2 separate regions of the Mus musculus genome follow, and region 2 is linked to region 1. Evidence: chromatin contacts called from public Hi-C data. All regions are on one chromosome and are shown on one strand. Each heading gives the region's core, a stretch centred on a gene start, on an enhancer-like site or on the middle of the called end of the contact. The rest is flanking DNA. Distances are from core to core; before and after follow the strand shown.

What was found. Hi-C and Micro-C count contacts between places; a contact is called where the count stands out from the background.
Region 2: a Hi-C map of cerebellum shows a contact between it and region 1, with 1.7 times the contacts expected there. The contact joins two enhancer-like sites. A contact is called at or near these places in 4 of 484 Hi-C or Micro-C datasets (the N1E-115 cell line, cerebellum, embryonic fibroblasts and 1 more), 1 of 115 datasets of contacts at active chromatin or transcription factors (pancreatic cancer cells) and 1 of 9 other capture datasets (embryonic stem cells).

The regions. Positions count from the first base shown.
Region 1 is chr15:36,714,922-36,717,621 of GRCm38.p6, forward strand. No RefSeq gene overlaps it. Among named protein-coding and RNA genes, the nearest start is that of Gm41296, 6.7 kb to the left of the region's middle. Within about 2 kb of position 1,405, at least 343 of the 459 cell types and tissues checked have an H3K27ac peak or open chromatin away from gene starts, as enhancers often do. A contact at or near this core is called in cerebellum, where this site is marked.
Region 2 is chr15:37,320,007-37,322,706 of GRCm38.p6, forward strand. The region is part of intron 8 of Grhl2 (grainyhead like transcription factor 2); the gene reads left to right. Among named protein-coding and RNA genes, the nearest start is that of Gm16136, 88 kb to the left of the region's middle. Within about 2 kb of position 1,290, at least 14 of the 459 cell types and tissues checked have an H3K27ac peak or open chromatin away from gene starts, as enhancers often do. A contact at or near this core is called in cerebellum, where this site is marked.

The DNA.
Region 1 (2,700 bases), core at 155-2,654:
AGGGTTTCTGTGTGGTCCCTGCTGTGTTCGAAACCTTTTCTGTAGACCAGGCTGGTTTGGAACTCAGAGATCCACCTCTACTGCCTCCTGAGTGCCAGGATCAGAGGTGTGCTCGATTCTTCCCAGCTTTGAGTCATATTTAAAAGACTCTGTTTTCCCTAGTGACTAAGTAGCAGGTATGTTCATCCACAAATGTAAGCACTAAAAATAACATGTTTACCATAGTTTTCATCCAATTTAGTTCTAATTTGCATATTCATTCTCTCCCCTCCCCCGGTAAAACGGAGGTATGTTTGGGATTTATTCTCTCAAACACACCCTCCCATTCTATGACTGAACAATGGAAAGCATTTCTGGTTTCAGGGCTCAGTGATGGGGATCCAGCTGGCCAGGGGGTTCCTTTGGGTGTGGATGAGGATCTACATCATAAGTGCACTACACACATATGGGCACACACATGGGCACACACATGCACACATACTCATGTACACACGTACACATATTCCTACATATGTGCGCACAGCACATTCATGCACATACATGCACGTATACACACGTGTACACATGTACACACATGTATGCACAAATGCATACACATACATAGTGCTGCTGGAACTGTAACCTGACCTGGTGTCTTCAGAATACAGTATCAGAGTGTAACAAGGTTGAACAGTTTGTAATGCCTGCACTTCTCTGACTCTGTGTTATACACTTTCCCAAAGTTCATTACACACACACACACACACACACACACACACACACACTTTGCACATTTAGTTTATGTCTTCAATTCTTATGATTCCTAAAAGTTCAACTCTATCGAAACTCAAAAGCCATTGAAAGATGCGTTGCTGTGGTCCTTTTTCTGGTTTTCAGTAACAGGCCCCACCCAGTCTTCTGACTGAGGCAGGAGAAACAAAACAGGAAACAGCACTGTGTGTGGAGGAGACAACCACGCTCAGGTTTAAAGAATATTCTCGGGCCCACGGACATGTTAATCAGCGGCAGTCAATATGAAATTGGGACAGATCTAATAGCATCGAAACAGTCGTGCATCTGGGTTCGCGAACGCGAAAAGGAGGCTCGCATAAATACAGTCACCACATTGGAATTTCTCAGTTACACACCATGTAAAGGGCGGGACTTCCTTTATTAAGGATATGACCTCTAAAAGTTAAAAACAGGGACTCCCCCTTTTTTCTCTCAACATAGTTTAACCCGGAGGCTCTGGGTCTAGTTATGTACAAAGTGTCACATTTAGAACATAAAAGAATAATTTTTCGAGCGGATTTGCAAGAGCTGCACATACAATTTTCTACCGCTAGATGGCTCTGAACCTCACAGTGGCGCAGTAATGATATTTGTGCCTATTTATAGATACAGATCGCAGACCCTTCTGTTAGTTTCATAATCCTCTTACGTAATGCTGGCTTACCAGGGACGGTTAATTACCACTCTGGAGATGGGCAGAAGGACCCTTAGGACACGATGTCCCTAGCACTGGACTGGAAGTTCTTAAAGGGTCTGTCCTTGGGTGACCAAGCAGAACTCCAAAACTCTGGAATTTGTCCCCAGAGAAACCGGAGAGGCCAGAGAGGCCAGGTGAAGGATAAAAACAAAGAGCAGCTGCCTGAAGCACGTGACCAGCTGGATGCTGGTGGCTGAGGCCAAGTCAGCCTGTTCTTGGGTCTGGAACCGGCAGAGAGCTAATGCTCTAAGAAGCTTTCTCCTAGCAGCCGCACCTGCCCACAGCCCTCTTCAGAGGCCTGTTCTAGTCACATCTGCCCACCCCTAGGGACTCAAGGACCAGCAAAGCCATGCTAGTGTTCCTGACCAGAGAGCTGCACCAGTCTGCTTCCTATGGGCATTTTCCTAAGGGCACCAACTATTCTTTGTCTGTGAGGCCCACATAGAACTATGGCCAACAGTTTGCACACAGTAGGTACATATTCAGTGTCTGGTGGAAACAAGGGGTTTGACAGGAAGGGTCAGAAAGGCTGATGAAGTAATTGCTTATAAGTTTCTGAATCTTTTTTTTTTTAAATTTATTTACATTTCAAGTGTTATCCCTTTACCCAGTTTTCCTCCCCTTCCAGAAAACCCCTATTTCATACCCTCTCCCCCTGCTTCTATGAGGGTGTTCCTCTCTCCACCCACCCACCCACTCCCGCCTCCCCGCCCTCAATTCCCCTACACTGAGGCATCTATTAAGTTTTCAGAGAACCAAGGACCTCCCCTCCCATTGATGCATGACAAGGCCATCCTCTGCTATATATGCCGCAGGAGCCATGTGTACTCCTTTGTTGGTGGCTTAGTCCCTGAGAGCTCTGGGGAGTCTGGTTGGTTGATATTGTTGTTCTTCCTATGGGGTTGCAAACCCCTTCAACTCCTTCAGTTCTTTCTCTAACTCCTCCACTGGGGACCCCCCCCCCCCCCGCACTCAGTGCTAAGGTTGGCTTCGAGCATCTGCCTCTGTATTTGTCAGGCTCTGGCAGAGCCTCTCAGGACACAGCTGTATCAGGCTCCTGTCAGCAAGCATTTCTTAGCATCCACAATAGTGTCGGAGTTGGTGACTGTATCTGGGATAGATCCCCAGGTGTGGCAGTCACTGGATGGCCTTTCCTTCAGTCTCTGCTCCTCACTTTCTCTCCATATTTGCTCCCGTGAGTGTTTTGTTCCTCTTTCTAAGAAGGACCAAAG
Region 2 (2,700 bases), core at 40-2,539, 600 kb after region 1:
CTGCTCACTTAGCTTGTACAAAGCCCTGGCTTTGATCTCTGGTATCACACAGACCAGGAGTATATGCAGCCCTGTCCAGAGAGAGAGGGAGGGGGGAAGGGGGGAGGAGGAGGAGGAGGAGGAGGAGGAGGAGGAGGAGGAGGAGGAGGAGGAGGAGGAGGAGGAGAAGACAAGAAAGTAAACCACCAAGAATTTGAGTGAATGAGTCTTTCAGTCTGCATTTAAATTCTCAGGATGGGAGCTTGTCACAACTGAAGCAGACAGCCAACGGTTACAATGTCTCACATCTTCCCATTCCCAGTGTGCTGCTTGCTGTGCAAGATCTCCTGGGGTGGTAGACCTAAATGGTGCAGATTGGAGACCAATGGAGGCTTGTGACCAGGACCGTTTTAATTTACCTTGATTTAATGTTTGTTCAATTAATGAGATTCATAAGCTGATCCACACTGAGTCATCTGAGGTTGACTTTACAAATTCCCTGAGGGAAAATCTGGTCAGGAGGGGGAAGTGTCCTTTGGGGAAGTGCTGGAGCACCCTGTGTTGTAGAGGGAGCCAGCTGACCCATGCTCTCAGTGGCCTGGTTAACTGTGCTCTGGGTCTGAGGAAGGGCATGCATCCGGGAGACTGGCTCTGGGCAGTATGGTGCTGCTGGTGATGGTGCAGGACTCCTTACATGCTCCTGCATGGCTCCTTTTCGTTTAAAAGTATGGCCTCATTTAAATACCATAGCATTATAGTGCAGATTGTTGGAGCTTTTTAAAAGACAGGGTATGAATGCAGGAGGGCTGGCTGCAGGAGCTCCCTTCCCTTCCCTCCCCTCCCCTCCCCTCCCCTCCCCTCCCCCCTTCCCTCCACTCCCCTCCTCCTCCCCCTTTCCCTTCCACTCCCTTCCCTTCCTTCCCCTTTCCCTTCCACTCCCCCTCCCCCTTTCCCTTCCACTCCCCCTCCCTTCCCTTCCCCTGCCCTCCCCTCCCCCTCCCTTCCCTTCCCTGTTTGTGAATTTCACCTTATTCGCTCAGCTGTAGAGGAAGCCGGTTTCTTCTGGAAAGCCCCCTATTGCAGGACAACTCTACCTATTGCCTGATTTGGAGGTTTTAGATGATGGTTCCTGCTCTCTGTCAGGTCCGGTGCTCCCACACGCCCAGCCTGCCTAGCCCTGGTGAGCCCTCTATTTTTAATGTTAGTCTCTCCTCCCATTGCGGAGCCCCATGGCCTTCTTCAGTAGCTCGCTGGCCCTCTAACTCAGGGCTGTTTGTTTATTCCACTTGGCCATGGCACACGATTGGCCACTCGCCGATGGCCTTGTCACTGCAGAGCTGCCGTGCCTCTCTCTCCACAGCCCAAGGCCCACCTTATGGTCTTTCCTGCCATCTACTCAGCTTCCTTCTTTATTATTTCTTCTCTACCCCTCTCTTAACCCACGATTCCTACAGGGGGTCTTCTGGCTAATCTCTTCCCAAGTTCTCACAGCAAATCTGGTCTGAATTGTCCAACTGAGTGTCTGATTATGTTTGCCCCAGAACACCGGCTGGCGCTAGAAAGAAGCAGTCCTGTGCTGGGACCAGGGCTTGTTATAGACTCTGTGCTTCTTACGTAAGCATGCGTGGATAGGGAGGTGGTTAGTTGGACAGACAGACAGATGATCAAGCTGAGTATGTAGTTGGTGCTTCATTTAGGCATGCTGGTACCTCAGTCCGTAGATGCGTAGATAAATCTACAGACAAGCAGAGAGCTTCACAGAGTACTTGGATCAGAGCAACTAAGCCACGCTGAGATCCTGGCAGCATCAGCTACTTCTGTCAATCTTATGAAAGCATGATCGTGCACAGAAGGGAACAAAGCATATTTGGAAAAATAACTCACGTTAACTCATTGAATAAATGTTTGCTGAGGAACCTAAGCCTGCCATAATGCAGCTAACTTGAGGCAGACAAAGGGGCTTCTTAAGGGGTTTTTGCCCTCATGGAACAGATAGGTAATTACACAAAACAGCAAACAACACATTCAATTTAAATAATATTAAGTATATGAAGAAGACAGAAAAGAGAAACTTGAGAGAGTGTGCCTCTCTCTTGGAGGGAAGGCTAGAGCTGGTGTGTCTGAAGAGGATCTGCAAGGACAGCAGAATGTAGTGGCCCTGAAATGGACCAGGTTTGATCTTCTCTGGAAACAACAGAAACAAACAAACAAACAAAAAACCCAGGGGTGGTGGAAAAGGAGAAAAACCATTGCAGAATGGGAGAGAAAATCAAGCATTTATCTGTGTGTATCCAGACGTACCCATAGCCAGTGTAGAAAATAAATGCATTGTAAGAATACAAGGTAAAACAAAATAGAGAAATACAGGCATCATATCTGCAAATCGCCGTGCAAGCGGGGGCTTCAGGAAACAACAGGCACAAAGAGGAAGCTCTGAGAGCAGGCGTGGGTGGGCTTGTCTTGCTAGTCTCTCCTCACACATAGTACCAGCAGAGAAGAACTGGTGGGTGGATCTGAGTGTCCATAGAGGACACCAGCAGCTCATGCTTCAGTGTTGTCCCTTGAGGCTCCTTAGCATCTGCCTGTCTCAATTTGTCATTCCATCTGCACTCAAGCACAATCTTACTGAAGTGGAAGAAAAATGAAAAAAAAAAATGTAAGGAAGGTGTATAAAGGGCTTTAATAAGAAGCATGGACTAATTTCAGCACCTTGGAGGCAGA